Linked DNA regions of Mus musculus: all the other regions are linked to region 4. Evidence: chromatin contacts called from public Hi-C and HiCAR-type data. All regions are on one chromosome and are shown on one strand. Each heading gives the region's core, a stretch centred on a gene start, on an enhancer-like site or on the middle of the called end of the contact. The rest is flanking DNA. Distances are from core to core; before and after follow the strand shown.

Evidence for each region. A called contact is a pair of places that touch in the nucleus more often than the background predicts. HiCAR-type assays count read pairs that join an accessible place to other places.
Region 1: a HiCAR-type map of fibro-adipogenic progenitors shows a contact between it and region 4, with 7 times the contacts expected there. The contact joins two enhancer-like sites. A contact is called at or near these places in 16 of 484 Hi-C or Micro-C datasets (the HL-1 cell line, the HPC-7 cell line, the N1E-115 cell line and 9 more), 11 of 115 datasets of contacts at active chromatin or transcription factors (bone marrow-derived macrophages, embryonic stem cells, epiblast stem cells and 6 more) and 1 of 9 other capture datasets (embryonic stem cells).
Region 2: a contact with region 4 is called in a Hi-C map of the N1E-115 cell line, with 4 times the contacts expected there. The contact joins two enhancer-like sites. A contact is called at or near these places in 2 of 484 Hi-C or Micro-C datasets (the HL-1 cell line and the N1E-115 cell line) and 4 of 115 datasets of contacts at active chromatin or transcription factors (bone marrow-derived macrophages, embryonic stem cells and fibro-adipogenic progenitors).
Region 3: a Hi-C map of the N1E-115 cell line shows a contact between it and region 4, with 3 times the contacts expected there. The contact joins two enhancer-like sites. A contact is called at or near these places in 1 of 15 datasets of contacts at CTCF or cohesin (the NIH/3T3 cell line), 7 of 484 Hi-C or Micro-C datasets (the N1E-115 cell line, bone marrow-derived macrophages, cortical neurons and 1 more), 8 of 115 datasets of contacts at active chromatin or transcription factors (bone marrow-derived macrophages, cardiomyocytes, embryonic fibroblasts and 5 more) and 1 of 9 other capture datasets (embryonic stem cells).
Region 5: a contact with region 4 is called in a Hi-C map of the N1E-115 cell line, with 4 times the contacts expected there. The contact joins two enhancer-like sites. A contact is called at or near these places in 11 of 484 Hi-C or Micro-C datasets (the HPC-7 cell line, the N1E-115 cell line, bone marrow-derived macrophages and 5 more) and 19 of 115 datasets of contacts at active chromatin or transcription factors (the NIH/3T3 cell line, bone marrow-derived macrophages, craniofacial prominence and 13 more).

The regions. Positions count from the first base shown.
Region 1 is chr2:61,060,935-61,063,755 of GRCm38.p6, forward strand. No RefSeq gene overlaps it. Among named protein-coding and RNA genes, the nearest start is that of Gm39833, 65 kb to the right of the region's middle. Within about 2 kb of position 1,332, at least 21 of the 459 cell types and tissues checked have an H3K27ac peak or open chromatin away from gene starts, as enhancers often do. A contact at or near this core is called in fibro-adipogenic progenitors, where this site is marked.
Region 2 is chr2:61,109,447-61,112,146 of GRCm38.p6, forward strand. No RefSeq gene overlaps it. Among named protein-coding and RNA genes, the nearest start is that of Gm39833, 17 kb to the right of the region's middle. Within about 2 kb of position 1,360, at least 4 of the 459 cell types and tissues checked have an H3K27ac peak or open chromatin away from gene starts, as enhancers often do. A contact at or near this core is called in the N1E-115 cell line, where this site is marked.
Region 3 is chr2:61,021,570-61,024,269 of GRCm38.p6, forward strand. No RefSeq gene overlaps it. Among named protein-coding and RNA genes, the nearest start is that of Gm13582, 48 kb to the left of the region's middle. Within about 2 kb of position 1,377, at least 4 of the 459 cell types and tissues checked have an H3K27ac peak or open chromatin away from gene starts, as enhancers often do. A contact at or near this core is called in the N1E-115 cell line, where this site is marked.
Region 4 is chr2:61,400,909-61,403,608 of GRCm38.p6, forward strand. No RefSeq gene overlaps it. Among named protein-coding and RNA genes, the nearest start is that of Gm39834, 32 kb to the left of the region's middle. Within about 2 kb of position 1,428, at least 177 of the 459 cell types and tissues checked have an H3K27ac peak or open chromatin away from gene starts, as enhancers often do. A contact at or near this core is called in the N1E-115 cell line, fibro-adipogenic progenitors and heart atrium, where this site is marked.
Region 5 is chr2:60,919,017-60,921,716 of GRCm38.p6, forward strand. It overlaps a transcript of Rbms1 not described here. Among named protein-coding and RNA genes, the nearest start is that of Rbms1, 39 kb to the left of the region's middle. Within about 2 kb of position 1,300, at least 7 of the 459 cell types and tissues checked have an H3K27ac peak or open chromatin away from gene starts, as enhancers often do. A contact at or near this core is called in the N1E-115 cell line and heart atrium, where this site is marked.

The DNA.
Region 1 (2,821 bases), core at 82-2,581, 340 kb before region 4:
AGTAGTCAGACATACAGAAGAATATGGTGAAGACTTATATTCAAAATTTTGGTTTCTTTAAAAATACAGACATATTGTGAGAATATGTTTTCATTTTAATCCCAGGTGTGGGTTATGGGGCTGCTTCAGATTGTTCACAGCAGCTGACTAGGATTTGCCTCATGCTCTAGCAGTCATGTGATTTTGCCAGCTGCTGATTGTTTCTGTGAGTGTGTGGTGTTTGTAATGCTGGGGATTCTTCCAAGGTTATATAAATGCTAGGCCCCTGAGTGGTGGGGTGACTGTTCGGTGGGTTGTTGTTTGTTGGCTGTTGAATACTGTTGGTGGTGGTTTGTTAAGTAGTTGTGGACAAAGAAGGAAGAAGAAGAAGAAGAAGAAGAAGAAGAAGAAGAAGAAGAAGAAGAAGAAGAAGAAGAAGAAGAAGAAGAAGAAGAAGAAGAAGAAGAGGAGAGGAAAAGGAAGAGGAAGGAGAGGAAAAAGGAGAGGAAGAGGAGGAGGAGGAAGAGGAGAAGGAGGAAGAGGAGTTAAATATCCTTACAGTGAAGAACAAATTGCCCAAAGGAGCTCCATGTCCCTAATCAGCAGGAAGTAGTTTAATAAAAACTTAGCACCCTTTCCTACACCTGAGTTTTTTGGGGGGATTTCTTTCTCTCTCTGTCTACCTTCTATTCTTCTTTCTCTTCTACCTAGTGTTAGGGGTGTGAAAGGGTGGAAGAAGAGGGATGGAGAGGGGTAGAAGAACGAACCTACAAAGTAGCCCAACTCTAGCTACAAGGAGTATTCTAAAATCCAGAGGAGGGGCAGGGCAGGTACAGGACAGTCAGGAGGAGCACTGGATCAGGTTAGTCTACTTAGAAAAGATCGCTGGTCCCATGCCCTGTCCCCGGGACTCTTCCTAGTCTGCTGTAGCTCTGGCTACAGCCATTCCTGAGCAGAGGTGCCCTCCGCTATGTGTCTTGAACTCCCTGTCCTCTTCACCTCTGCTTGGGTGAACTCAGTCTGTGATACTAATCAAGCTCTTTCTAGCTTCCTGCAACATTGGAGCTTCCCCTTCCATGTTTCCATGGGGACTGTTAAATTTCAAGGGGCCCCACCATTCTCTTTGCTCTGTGCCTCCAGGCCAACTTCACAGACTTAGGAAAGAAGGTGGCTTAGGGCATCTGCAGTAGCACCATAGTGAGCTAAATGGGCCTTTGTGGATGGGTCTGGGAATCATCACTCTTTATAATGATAGTTTTCTGTGGGGAAATTCTTTGAGTTCCAAACACTCCATTGACTGGTGACCTTTTAGAATACAACTGTCCTATCTAGTCTCCCCAGTGGGGTGAGGTCATTAGCAGTTGTCAGAGTCAGGATGGAAGCAGCAGACCAAGGCCAGGGCAGGCTGGGGTCAGAAGCCAGGCACTAGGAAGCAGCTGTGAAAGAGCTGCAGGATGGGACAGGCAGTTAGAGAGTGACATATTTACTGTTTCAGAAATGTGTTCAAGTGGTGGCAGCGGGACAAGGGGAGGAGTTTGGTCCCCACAAATCCCCATCGGTTTCTTCAAAGGTCAAAATAGGAATCATAACAGCAAAACATGCATCCCAGAAAACAAGGTTTTATGTAAGAGGTGTGGCTAAGCATTGAAAAAATTGCTATCTAAATGGATCTCCTATAAACTTTAAACTTAAAACAGTGGGGTTAATGACCAGATACAACTTCTCCTAAAATCCTGTTACTCTTTTGCCCTCTTTCTACCAGAAGGCCCTCCCATACTGAATACATCATTGGTGATGTGTTCTGTGGTTCTGCCCGTGAACTTCTATCTGTGCTTTCTGAAATGTGATCAGGGGGCGCATGCCTAAGATGCTTTTCAAGATAGGATGCCTAAATCTGTTACCAAGTGGGCTATGCAATATGTGTGTGTGTGTGTGTGTGTGTGTGTGTGTGTGTGTGTGTGTGCGCTCCCATTTGTGCAGATGTGGAGGCCAGAAGTCAGCATTAGGTGGCTTCTATTGATCTCCACCTTATTTTGGGGACAGGACCTCTCACTGAACCTGGAACTAGCTGGTCAGTAAACTCTGGGAGCTCCCTGACTCTGTCTCTCCAGCACCGGGATTACAGATTTGTGTCACTGGGCTGGGCTTTAAGAAAATAAGGTGCTAAGGCCCTTGTGACTGATTTCTACCACTGCAAACAAACACCCCAAAGCTCCCTCCACAAAGACCAAGACAAACTATTGTTCCTGTCCCTTTCCTGGCATCCCATATTAAAACAGAAAGAAAAACTTCTTAAGTTATTCCCAATAGCCAAGTTACAGAATGAATTTCGGTGTTCATCTAATGAGATGACAAAAAGAAAAGGGGAAAAGAAAAGCAGCAGCATCAAATGATACGGAGAGAAACTTGAAGCAATCCCACTAAAATCAGGGACTAGACATGGCTGCCCACTCTCTCCCTACGTATTCAATATAGTACTTGAAGTCCTAGCCAGAGAAATTAGACAACAAAAGGAGATTAAAGGGATACAAATTGGAAAGGAAGAAGTAAAAATATTACTATTTGCAGATGATATGATAATAAACATAAGTGACCCCAAAAATTCCACCAGAGAACTCCTAAACCTGATAAACAGCTTCAGGACAGTAGCTGGATATAAAAATTAACTCAAGCAAATCAGTAGCCCTTCTCTACACAAAGGATACACAGGCTGAGAAATAAATTAGGGAAACAACACCCTTTACAATAGTCACAAATTATATAAAATACTTTGGTGTGGCTCTAACTATGTAAGTGAAAGATCTGTATAAGAACTTCAAGTCTCTGAAGAAAGAAATCAAAG
Region 2 (2,700 bases), core at 110-2,609, 290 kb before region 4:
TGCTTATTAAGCTCCTTTCTTCTCCATTCAGAAAGTATTCCTATTATCAATGAATCAGACTCCAATTCTGCAACTAGATCCAAAATTCTGTGATAATTTTTCCTGTTGTGTGGATCTACCACCGCCCAGTGTATGGACTTCAACTCTGGTTAAGTCAATTAACTCTTTGTCCCTGAAAATGTGATGTTATTTACAGGACCAGAGAATGCATGCTAAGGAAGTAGACTTGCTAAAAAAGATATGGTTTAGTTTGTGGATGGAACATCTGCAGTGTGGCAGACATGACACAGCAATCGTTATGACAGTAATGCTGCATACCTTCTGTTTCCTTCTGGCTGTGCTCCATTCTTTCTGAATTAAGACAGAGGACTACACAGCACACTGTGCCCTGCGTCCTCTTTAGAAAGAGGAGAGGGTACCAGATGCTATCTGCTTCAAGATAATATCTTCTATATATGACAGGGAAGCAGTGCCCAGGAAGTCTGCACAATGACACCACCAGCTGACAGACCAACACGAGTGGGGAATTCTCATAAGGCTTCACCCCTGGAAGAAGATGACGATTAGTGGTTGCTGAGAGAAAAAGAATCAGTGTTCTCCACAGAAGAGCCCTTGGTAGGCTAGCTAGTCCCAAGAGGTCAGCCCCAAACACATATAAGCAACACTAAATGATCTGGGCATGTTGTGTTTATAAAGACAGATAAATGTATATATCCATATATGGATTATATATTGTTACATATTTATATGTGTTATTTGTAACAGAATAGCACATATATATATAGCATATATATGCTATTTTATTACATATATATGAATTACATATATATGAATTACACATATATGAATATATATGAATATGTATATGAATATATATATGGATTAAAGAATAACGGGTCTTGAATTTAAGAAAAAGGGAGAAGGACATGAAGGACTTGGAGGGAGGAGAGGAAAAGGAAAATGATGTAAATACCATACTAATCCATGAAATTCTCAAAAAATAATCATGATAATTATGTCCTGTTTTTTGAGTAAATACTGTGAATTTATAATGCTACATTCAAATTAATACTGTTCACCATTTATAATTTGTTGTATTAGAGTTGTGACTCCTTTATTATACAACTGTTAGTTTAGTAGTTAATAATTACCTCGTTTTAAAAAATGTTAGTGTTTCAGCTTTTAATTTAAAAAACAAAACAAAACAAACAAACCCTGCAGAAAGTGTCTGGGCATGGATGCCCACAGGAAATGAACTTCAGTTCGACGCTGACCACGCCTCCACTCCCAGAGGCTCCCTGACCTCGCACTATCTTCTCATCTCGGCGGGCAGCTGAGTTTCCTGACCAGTTATCTTCATGGGAAATCCGTTATCTTCCCAGAAGCTGGGCCCCATGTTTTCCTCTTTCTTGGCTACTCATTTATTTTTGTTTTTTGTTATTTTGAGGACATCCTTTGCTAGCTTCCTGGGGAGGGACTCATGAGAATACACTTTTGAGACATCTTTTTTTAGTTTCAAGCTCCAGTGGAGTCTCGGATGGCCCTAGAGCTCTATTTTAGAACGATTGTTCATCAATACTTTGAGCCTGTTTCAACACAGAATATGCATGCCTTTAAATCTTTTTAAAGTTATTTTATCTTTCCATTCTGGGAATGCGTTTATCATTACTAATTTTTTAGCATAGTTTTTGGGATTGAATTTATATACCTACGTTTATCTGCTTGATTGTCCAATTCAGTATTTGAAAAACACTCGTCTCAGTTTGCAATCACCGTACTTCATTTTCTCTTCTCCAAACAAAGCCGTGTCATTAGCCGACCTCTGCCGCTCTTCTCTGCCTCTGTCACACGCCCCAGTAGTCTGCTTTCCAGCTTACAAGTCTGCCTCTGTGGACACTCCATGTCCTTGCAATGATACAATATACATAATTATTCCATCATTTCGCTCATGCTGCTTGCCTTCAGGGTTCATCCATGCTTTAGTTACCTGTACCTAACTCCTTTAGTTATGCTAAATTTCAAGTGTTCTGAATACAGGTCGCTCTTTTCATCTAGGTGTGTCCAACATCTAGAATATTAGCTAGTAACTGCTTGTATATTACATGTTGGTTTCTTAAATAGATGGCCAGTCCTAGGTCACTTAAAAATCTATCTTCAGAGTCATGTTTAAAATTTGCTATTTATTAGTACTGTATGAAACGTGCATATGTGTGGGTGGGCACGGAGATGAACCAATCAACGGAACCAGCTTCCTTTTCCCACCTTTAACGTAGATTCTGGGTCTGAACTCAGGTCCTCGGGCTGGTGTTGCAGTTGCTTTTATTCCACTGATCAATCCTAGCAGCCCCCACAATTTTATCTTCAACACGCTTATCTGGTCATGGCCAGAATTCTTGTTTTAGAAAAGTATGATGGTGGTTTAGACCTCCCCCACCCCCACCTCCCATGAGAAAGAAGGAAAGAAAGAAAGAAAGAAAGGAAGGAAGGAAGGAAGGAAGGAAGGAAGGAAGGAAGAAAGAAAGAAAGAAAGAAAGAAAGAAAGAAAGAAAGAAAGAAAGAAAGAAAGAAAGAAAGAAAGAAAGAAAGAAAAAAGTCTAAGTAAGGATTGTTCTTAATTCCTCTTCACAGTAGCAATTACACACTCAGTACCACCACCCTCTTTGTAACTTAGATATTCGTTGGGGTTTTAGAGTCTATGAC
Region 3 (2,700 bases), core at 127-2,626, 380 kb before region 4:
ATGTGGTATCTAAATCTGGAAAGCTCCAAAGGTTTGGTGTGTGGGATTAAAGCCAGTACAGTGGTTAGCCTTCTTCCATCTTAACGCTTTTAAAGAGACACAAAGAGTGGGCTTTCTGTATATATACTAGAACGCTTAAGTGTGTTTTAGTTCTATCTTGATGAGTGTGGCAAATGTAATTACTCCGAGTCATGCTAATTGTGATGAACAACCTTCCTGAGCACCACTTTGCTTAACAATGGTCACATGAGACAAAACGCACTGTGAGAGTTCACATTTATCCCTAAGGATCCATCCTTGTCTGCCTCTATCAACTCAGGTCCACATGTACCATGGACCAGTGTCTTCGCTGATGTCCAATAAGACTTTAAGATTTCCTTAAGGCTGGAATCACCTAAAGATTTAATGAGAACAAAAGCTTCTGGGTTTTGCACCACGTTTTCTAAATTGGTTTTTCCTAATGTACCCTTCAAGTTCCTCAGCTTCCTCTGTTACTTTTATTGAAATGGGAGGAATACTGTTCTGCTTGACTTCATCCCTTTTAGATTTCCACCAGTTATAGTATTTTTTAAAAGAAATTTCCTAAGTTATCTCACATGCTGCCTAAGGAGCCGCCCTGTATTAAGTTCTTAATGGCAGTTTTTCCTTGTGCTTAGAAGTGGCAGCTTAATAAGGCAACTATATGGGTAAGTATTCAACACACTATATGATTGTTTTTTTTTTTTGATATGTGATAATTTGGGTCTTAAAAACAGGAAAAAATGTACAAGAAAGACATTTTAGAATTTAAGGGAAGAAAGGTATCATGAGACTGGAGTTCTAAATGAAGCTATCCTTTTAGACATTTCTATGTGTGGACATAAAATAAAAGAGTAAAAATGTCTGAGTAAATAAAATGACCATTATTGGACTTTCTCTGTGACTCAATAGACTTGTCTGGATTCTGTTACAAATGGCAGAAAACCAAATTAAGTGAATTTAGTGGCAGGTTTTGTTCCTGACTCACAGAACTAATGAGTCAAGTTGGTAGGTTCAGCAGATTCTGATGTGAGAGAGACCTCCGGGAAACCACATGCCTCCCCAGCTGTCTTACCCCTTATGTTCTCTTCATTTGAGGCCGGCTTTGCCCATTAATACGAAAGGATGCCCACAGCCAAGTCTAGGCCCAGAGCACACCAGTTTGTCCGGAAGAAGATCCAATTCGTTTCTTATAAATCAATCAAAACCCCATGGCTAGTTGAGATTCTGCCATCCTCGATCATCCCAGCTATCACGAGGATGCTGAGTATTTTAAACGTGGGGCACAGGAGTGTAGTTGAATCAGCCCCAGAATTCATATGAGAGTCAGGAGGGAAGGGGAGGCTGTTTTTAAAGGAAAAACTAGGGAGCTATTTTCAGCAAAGAAATCTGGGTCATGGGGTAAAACTACAGTTCTAGCAATCGGTGTGCCACTGGCTTCCATTTGTCCTCCCTGAACTCTGCTAAGGGAGTCTTTGGAATCTTCTCCTATACTTCAGTAAGACCTGTCTAAATTTACTGCTATCTTATACTCCAAGGGGTTTCTTCTTGCTCCTTCTCTATTTGTTATCATTTTCTTTCTTCTTTCTCCTTTTTTTTCCTGGCTTTTGACCTTTTCTCTCACTCTGGACCCAGAGATGGACAATAACCAGAACTTGTAGAATACAAATCCTCTGCTTAGTTTTTATTTAACCTTTTGGCACAGCCATCAAAGCCCTTGTCAAGCAAGCCTATGTGTTCAGCCACAGTGCAGAAGACAGCGCAGATTTAATGAAGAGGGCAGTGTCATGTGCTGGCTAAGCGGTAGCTGGAATCTGCTTGCCTGGACTTAAATCTTGCACTTACCGCTTGCCAGCTATGATTCTGAGCACGTGTCAAACTCTTCCATGACTCAGTATCTTCATCCCTCACATGAGATTCATTTTGTCTTTCCCATAGTGTGGCTCTGAAGATACAGCCACAATAAAGTCTCAGTGAGTTTTGTCAAGAAGTTGTTTTCACTCCAGTACTGGTGAGGTCTGCTGGTCTCTTCCTATCAGAGATAGATCTCTTTCCTGCCTTCCATAGAAATACTCATATCTCCAAAATGGGGTCCTCTGCATTATTTTCTTTGATAAAAATCTATACCAGGAAACTCTCCAGTTGGGGCCAGTCATGTACTTTACCTATCTGATCTACTTCCAGTTTTTCCAATTCCCTTTGATAATTACTACTGAGGACAGAAAGGCTTCTTCAGCATGGAACTGAAATTCTTGTCATGTTTGGAAAAGAAATGTAGAAGTTGAATTCATGAGCAAAGTTTTGGTGAGGTGAATTCAAGGTCAGGAGAAAAGTTGTTCTCTTGTCCACTGGTCTTTTTAAGTAATTTGTCAACAGATCTTGGCCACCTTAGGTCTGTGCCTGTATGCTAGACCCTATGCATGGTAGGAGGTACAGGGCTGTAGAAAACATGGGCACTAATGCTCCCATTGTTTTGTATTTCAGTTTTAGGTAAATAACAATCATTGCTACAGAAGGATCTGATTTAAAAAAATCTTTTGAAGAAAATTTATTACTTTCTTGCACCTAATGATTTTGCAGAGAAAATGGATAATCGCAACTCTAATAATTATTGTTTATTGCAGGCCAGTTCACATAAAGTATGAATACTTCATGAACCCTAAATCATTTAGCTCTGCTACC
Region 4 (2,700 bases), core at 178-2,677:
AATCTCTGTAGGACGTGATCTCCGCCCAAGGCATTTGGGGGAGAAGGGTAAACACTGCCTTCTTTCTGGTCGCAGTAACAATTTTGAAATACTAACAGATAGATTATCCTTGTGCTTTTATCTTTCACCTTCCACCCCAGCTGCTTTGCACTCTTAGCCAGAGAGAGGGAGAAGGGAAGGGGAAAGAAGGGGGGAGAGAGAGAAGAAGAAGAGGAGGAGAGAGGAGAGAAGTGGGGAAGGGGGGGTAGGAGAGGCGCCACAAGGGGAGAGAGATGGTTGTTTTGTAGTACAAGATGGATGGGGGAGGGGAAACTTTGACTTTGAAAACTCCAAGTGGAAATTTTGAAAAAAGATAGGGAACGATTCTTAAGTTGCCCTCATCTTTAAAGATGTTGCACTAGATTAAGATGCCTAACATCATACAGTCTTCTATCTAGAACCACCCCCCCCCTTTTTTTTTCAAAACAAATGGTATGTTTCCTGGGGGCTTGGCTTCTCTGCAATTGTGTAGCCCTTGGTAGAATGACGTACTAGAGCCTTGGCCTCTCCTTTTCTTTATCATTAAGTGGGTACCAAATATGCTTCATTGATAAGGGCTTAATATTTTGTTATCTCTCCATTGAACCAAAATTCAAGGCGATGAATGCTTCAGCATATTCTAGAGTTCAAAATGTAAAGCCCAACAATTTTATCTAGTCTCATGACCTTAGTTTCCACGTATAAAGGCAAAAACCTCCAGCAAAGGGATGTTGTGTCTGCCTCAGACAGTGGTGGTGAAGGTTAAATTAGATACTGCTGAGGCATTTGCCACGGTGGGGGTGGGGGAAGTTGGCTCAGAGGACATAAGCACTACTGGTTTATTGGTGACAGAATGTCACATAAGAGCCCTCGTGTGCTTGTTTTCAATAAGTCTTTTCTGGCTAGTTAAACAACCCTATTTTAAGAGTCCCCAAAGTTAGGCATATACACGCCTCTTCCCTCTCTCTCCCCGCCAACACCTCACAATGACAGGGTCAAGAGACCGCCTTTGGTATATGCTGCCCCAAACCGACTCTTCTAGTCCCTGCTAATAAAATGTAAAGAATGTGATACAACAGGCGTCCCGAGTTAGGAGACGGAGGGAGGCTGCCAGAGATGTGGTCCCAGTGGGCTCTCAAAACCTCTAGTATTCAGTTTATCTTGGGTAAAGCCTTTGTTAGAATTAAAGAAAAAAAAAAAAAAAAGGCAGGCTGTTGCAAACCAGCTTCTCGGTAAGCTATAGTCGCTTCCTTGGCTACCCGCGACATGGGAATAATCGTTCAACTAGTCCCATTTCTATTGCGACTGGAAACAGGAAACGAATAAGGTACAGTCTTAAACAAAAACAAAGAGACTGAAAGACAAACCAGATTGTCCCAGGGTTCAGGAGAGGTTTGTGCTAAGTGTTAGAAGGTTCAGATCTGGTGGATCCTCCCCCACTTTCTGCCATTCCAGAAATTCCTTAGGGGGGGAGGTGAGGCGGGGGGGTGGGGGGGGGGGGGGGAAACGAAGAGCTGTTCTAAACTGCACAGCACTGCCATCTTCAGGGCCAACGGGGAAAATATTTTCCGGGTCAGTCAGACAAATCATCGTCCTGAATGCTTCATTTAAATATAATCAAATGCTTAAAACTTTGACAAGCATACAGTCTGTAACAGATTTTCTTTTTCTTTTAGCGTTTTCCATGTTTGGAATGTCAAAGGACACATTTTGGGGGGGGGAGGAGTCTGTGTATGTGATATATGAACATTAAAAATACGTATTTGCCAATTGAAAGTTATTTTCAACTGGAAAGATTAACTAGCTTACACTACACTGCCAGGTGATGGAGCAAAACAGACGCAAACATAGTGTTCTGAAATTTTTTTTTCCGTAAAAAGAAGAAAGGATGAATGTAATGGTTCCACAGTGCCGTTTGAACAGATGGTGTGATTAACAACTAGTGTGTTAGCCGTCTCAGGAGCTCACCGAGAGTAAACAAATGCAACGGGAAAATCACTTTCCTCCCCAAAGAGTTTTTAGTTCATTTTATTACGAAAATTTGGAAGTCTGCATTTTGAAAGCTGAGTATCCTTAGAGGATACTGGGAATAAGAAGGGAGGGAGGAGTTTCTGGAGGAAGACTCAGAAAGACTATTCTCTTCCTGATGAAGAATGCCGAAGCTCTCACAGAGCTGAGATGGGGGTAGTCTGGGCTGCGGCTGTCATCGGGATGCTGGAGGTGGGTGGTGCATGGTCCTACACACAAGCCATAAAATAAAAAGGTCAGATTCTCTTCCCGGCTCTTGTCCTTGCTCTCTCTGGACTGCGGTTTCTTTTGTTTGAAAATCTGAAGGAAAACCAGACCAACTGAACAGCTGTGTTTCAGAAACTTTAATGTGCACCTGGGGATCTCATTAAGATGCAAATTCTAACCTGGGGTAAGGTAAGGTCCAGGCTTTGAAATTCTTACAGACTCCTAGGTAATGCTGATGCTGCTGATCCATGGCCTGCGTTTACCACCTGGCCTCTAAGAGCCTTCCAGTGGTGGTGCTCTAGCATCCCATAATAGGTGATGCAAAGCTAGCTGATAAGAGGCAGAGTCTGCCTTCCTAAGCCCGACTCAGAACTACTTGTGGATAAAAATACCTAATAAATATATCACACGTTGCACTGATTTTTTTAAAGACCTTTTTTTTTTAAG
Region 5 (2,700 bases), core at 50-2,549, 480 kb before region 4:
TGCAAAGGAAGCTGGGAAAGATAGCTGCAGGAGGAACATATAACAAGGTTAGGCTCCATGGGGGTTTTCCAGGAAAGGCCCTGCTAACTGATCTCATTAGGGCTGGTATTATAAAGAGAGGATAAGAAAACACTACACCACTCCATTATAAAAAGGGTAGTTACATAAGTATAATAACACTTGCTATACCGGATGGTAAAATTCTACTCATTTGGGCTCCCAGTTGAAATGTGAGTTCCTGGCAGGCAGCAACGTGACTCTTTTCTTTTTTCCTCGAGAAGGGGTCTAATTGTGTCACCTAGGCTGACTTTGAATTCCTAATCTTCCTGGTTTTCTTTTGAGTGCTGGGATTAGCAGGTACACACCACCAGGACTGGCTTGGTAATGACTTTACTTTTCATATTACCCACATGTAGCACAGGATATTTCTGCCACAAAGACAGTTCGTGCTTGCCGATGAATGGATCAACGATTAAGTCTCTGTGCTCTTCCTGGACTCCTACCTAGATTGCCGAAACAGTACTTAAAGATTTGAAGATTAAGATGTGCTGAGCATGGCACCTCTGAGCAACAGGGACCAGCATCTCTCAAGGTGGATTGAGTGAATCCTTACACAAGCATGGGGAAGCACAAGCCATCTTGTTTCAGAGACTGTATACTGAGCCTTATTCACCACGGAGTCTTTGAGCACCCAGCACTCTGAGAAAGTATGTTGGATAAACAGATGTAACCACAAGCGTTTTGTAAGTCAGTTAAGGAGCTCACAGCCATCGTAATTCCAGGCAAAAAGCAGCAATACTTCATAGAAAGACCAGAAAAGCAAACCATGGACTGACTTTCTCTCTCTCTCTTTCTTCCTTTCTTCCTTTCTTTCTTTCTTTCTTTCTTTCTTTCTTTCTTTCTTTCTTTCTCTCTCTCTTTCTTTTCCTTCCTCCCTCCCTCCCTCCCTCTCTCTCTTTCTCTCTTTCTCTCTCTCTCTTTCTTTCTTTCTTTCTTTCTTTCTTTCTTTCTTTCTTTCTTTCTTTCTTTCTTTCTTTCTTTCTTCTACAGATTACGACAACCATCAATACTATTAGCACATGACATCAGCTCTTAATGAACTTTATGCCAGGAAGATTTTAGAAAGTGGTACTGAATTTTAAATAAAGTGAAATGTCACAAGTCCCCTAACTAGCTGCATTTGATGACACCAGCTCAACAGATGCAGAAAACTCCTTTCCTCCGCACTGAATCAGGGCGAGTTGAGATATCATTAGGAAGCTGAAAAGGCAGGAAAGGCTGTCTTCCTTTCCTGGTCTAAAAATAAACAAGAAGGCAAGGATAAAGATTAAAGTGTTCCCGAGCCAGTATTTTGCAGCTTGTGTTGACCTGTCTTAAGTACCTTTCTAAATACTGTGCCTGGGGTTTTGTTTGGTTTGGTTATTTTTTGTCTTGTTGTTGTTGTTATTAAGGGTATAGGTCCCTCAAATGCCTAAAACTAGAAAAAAAATCATAATATGCTTCTTTCCTTGATACTTTATAATAAGTGTTAGAGAAACAGACAAGATGCTACACATATTTCTGCTTAACGTTAAACTAATTTAAGTGTTTGTTCTCTGGCTGCTGATGGTGTTAGCCAAAGCATCCTGATGAAGAAAGGAGTTTGTTCATCTTCTAGCATGTCATAGGATTTTATCTCCTTTGAAATGGAATAAAGAAGCAACAGGTCCCGAGCTCATCCAAACAGCATTTGCTTTAGAGCTTAAATCTGAGTTAAAATATGAACATCAATAATTTTTCATTTTGGTATTTTTATTAATGATATCCCAATCTATTTTAACTCAATTGCATCAGACCAAATAAGAAAATGAAACTTTAACACACCAATATCTTATGAAATTACCTTTTCATGATTTCCATCTAATTTGTCTTCAATTTACAAGCTTGCGGTGCAAACCAGACAAGTCAAGCCTTAGTGTAAAGCACTCCTGAGCCCCACACGGGAGACTGAGTGCAGAACCTATGTGCGAGTGTGGACAGGCCTAGGCCCTGTCTTCTGGAGATCTGTAGCGATGCAATAAAGACCCACAAGTCACACTGCTTATGAGAAGGCTCCATGGGCTTATGCAAAAGAGAGTTTGATCTGGAGGTCTCCTTGCTCCTAGGAAATACCAGTGTCTTTATCGTAGACCTTTATGGCTGTCTGTTCCAGTGAGCCAATAGTCCCTTCCAGTGATTGTTCTGTCAGGTCACTGGGTGACCCACATAGGTTGACCTTCTATCATGGATAGAGACCATGAACATACTGTGTGCCAGAAATCACCAAGCTAAGCACTGGCTGGAATAAAAGGGAACAACATACACAAGCTCTGCTACCGTGGGATTTAGAGTCTCCAGGGAACACATCTCCGATAGTCATGAACAAGTCCTCACAAGCAAAAAGTTTCTCAGGAAACAATAGGAACTGTAAAATGACATTACGGGGGTTCTTAATTTGGGAGGGGGCAGCACAGCTTCCCGAGAAATTTTTGTTTGTTTGTTTGTTTTTTTGCTCAAACCACTTAATTTTATAATACTTTAGAGTATCTTTACCTATGGAATGGAGAAACAGTACCAACACTGTGGAACTTTTGTGAGTATTAGATGACAAACAAAATCATGAATGACAGTGACAAGAATTGTATTAATGATCCATATATGTTTCTGCAATTATTTTATTTT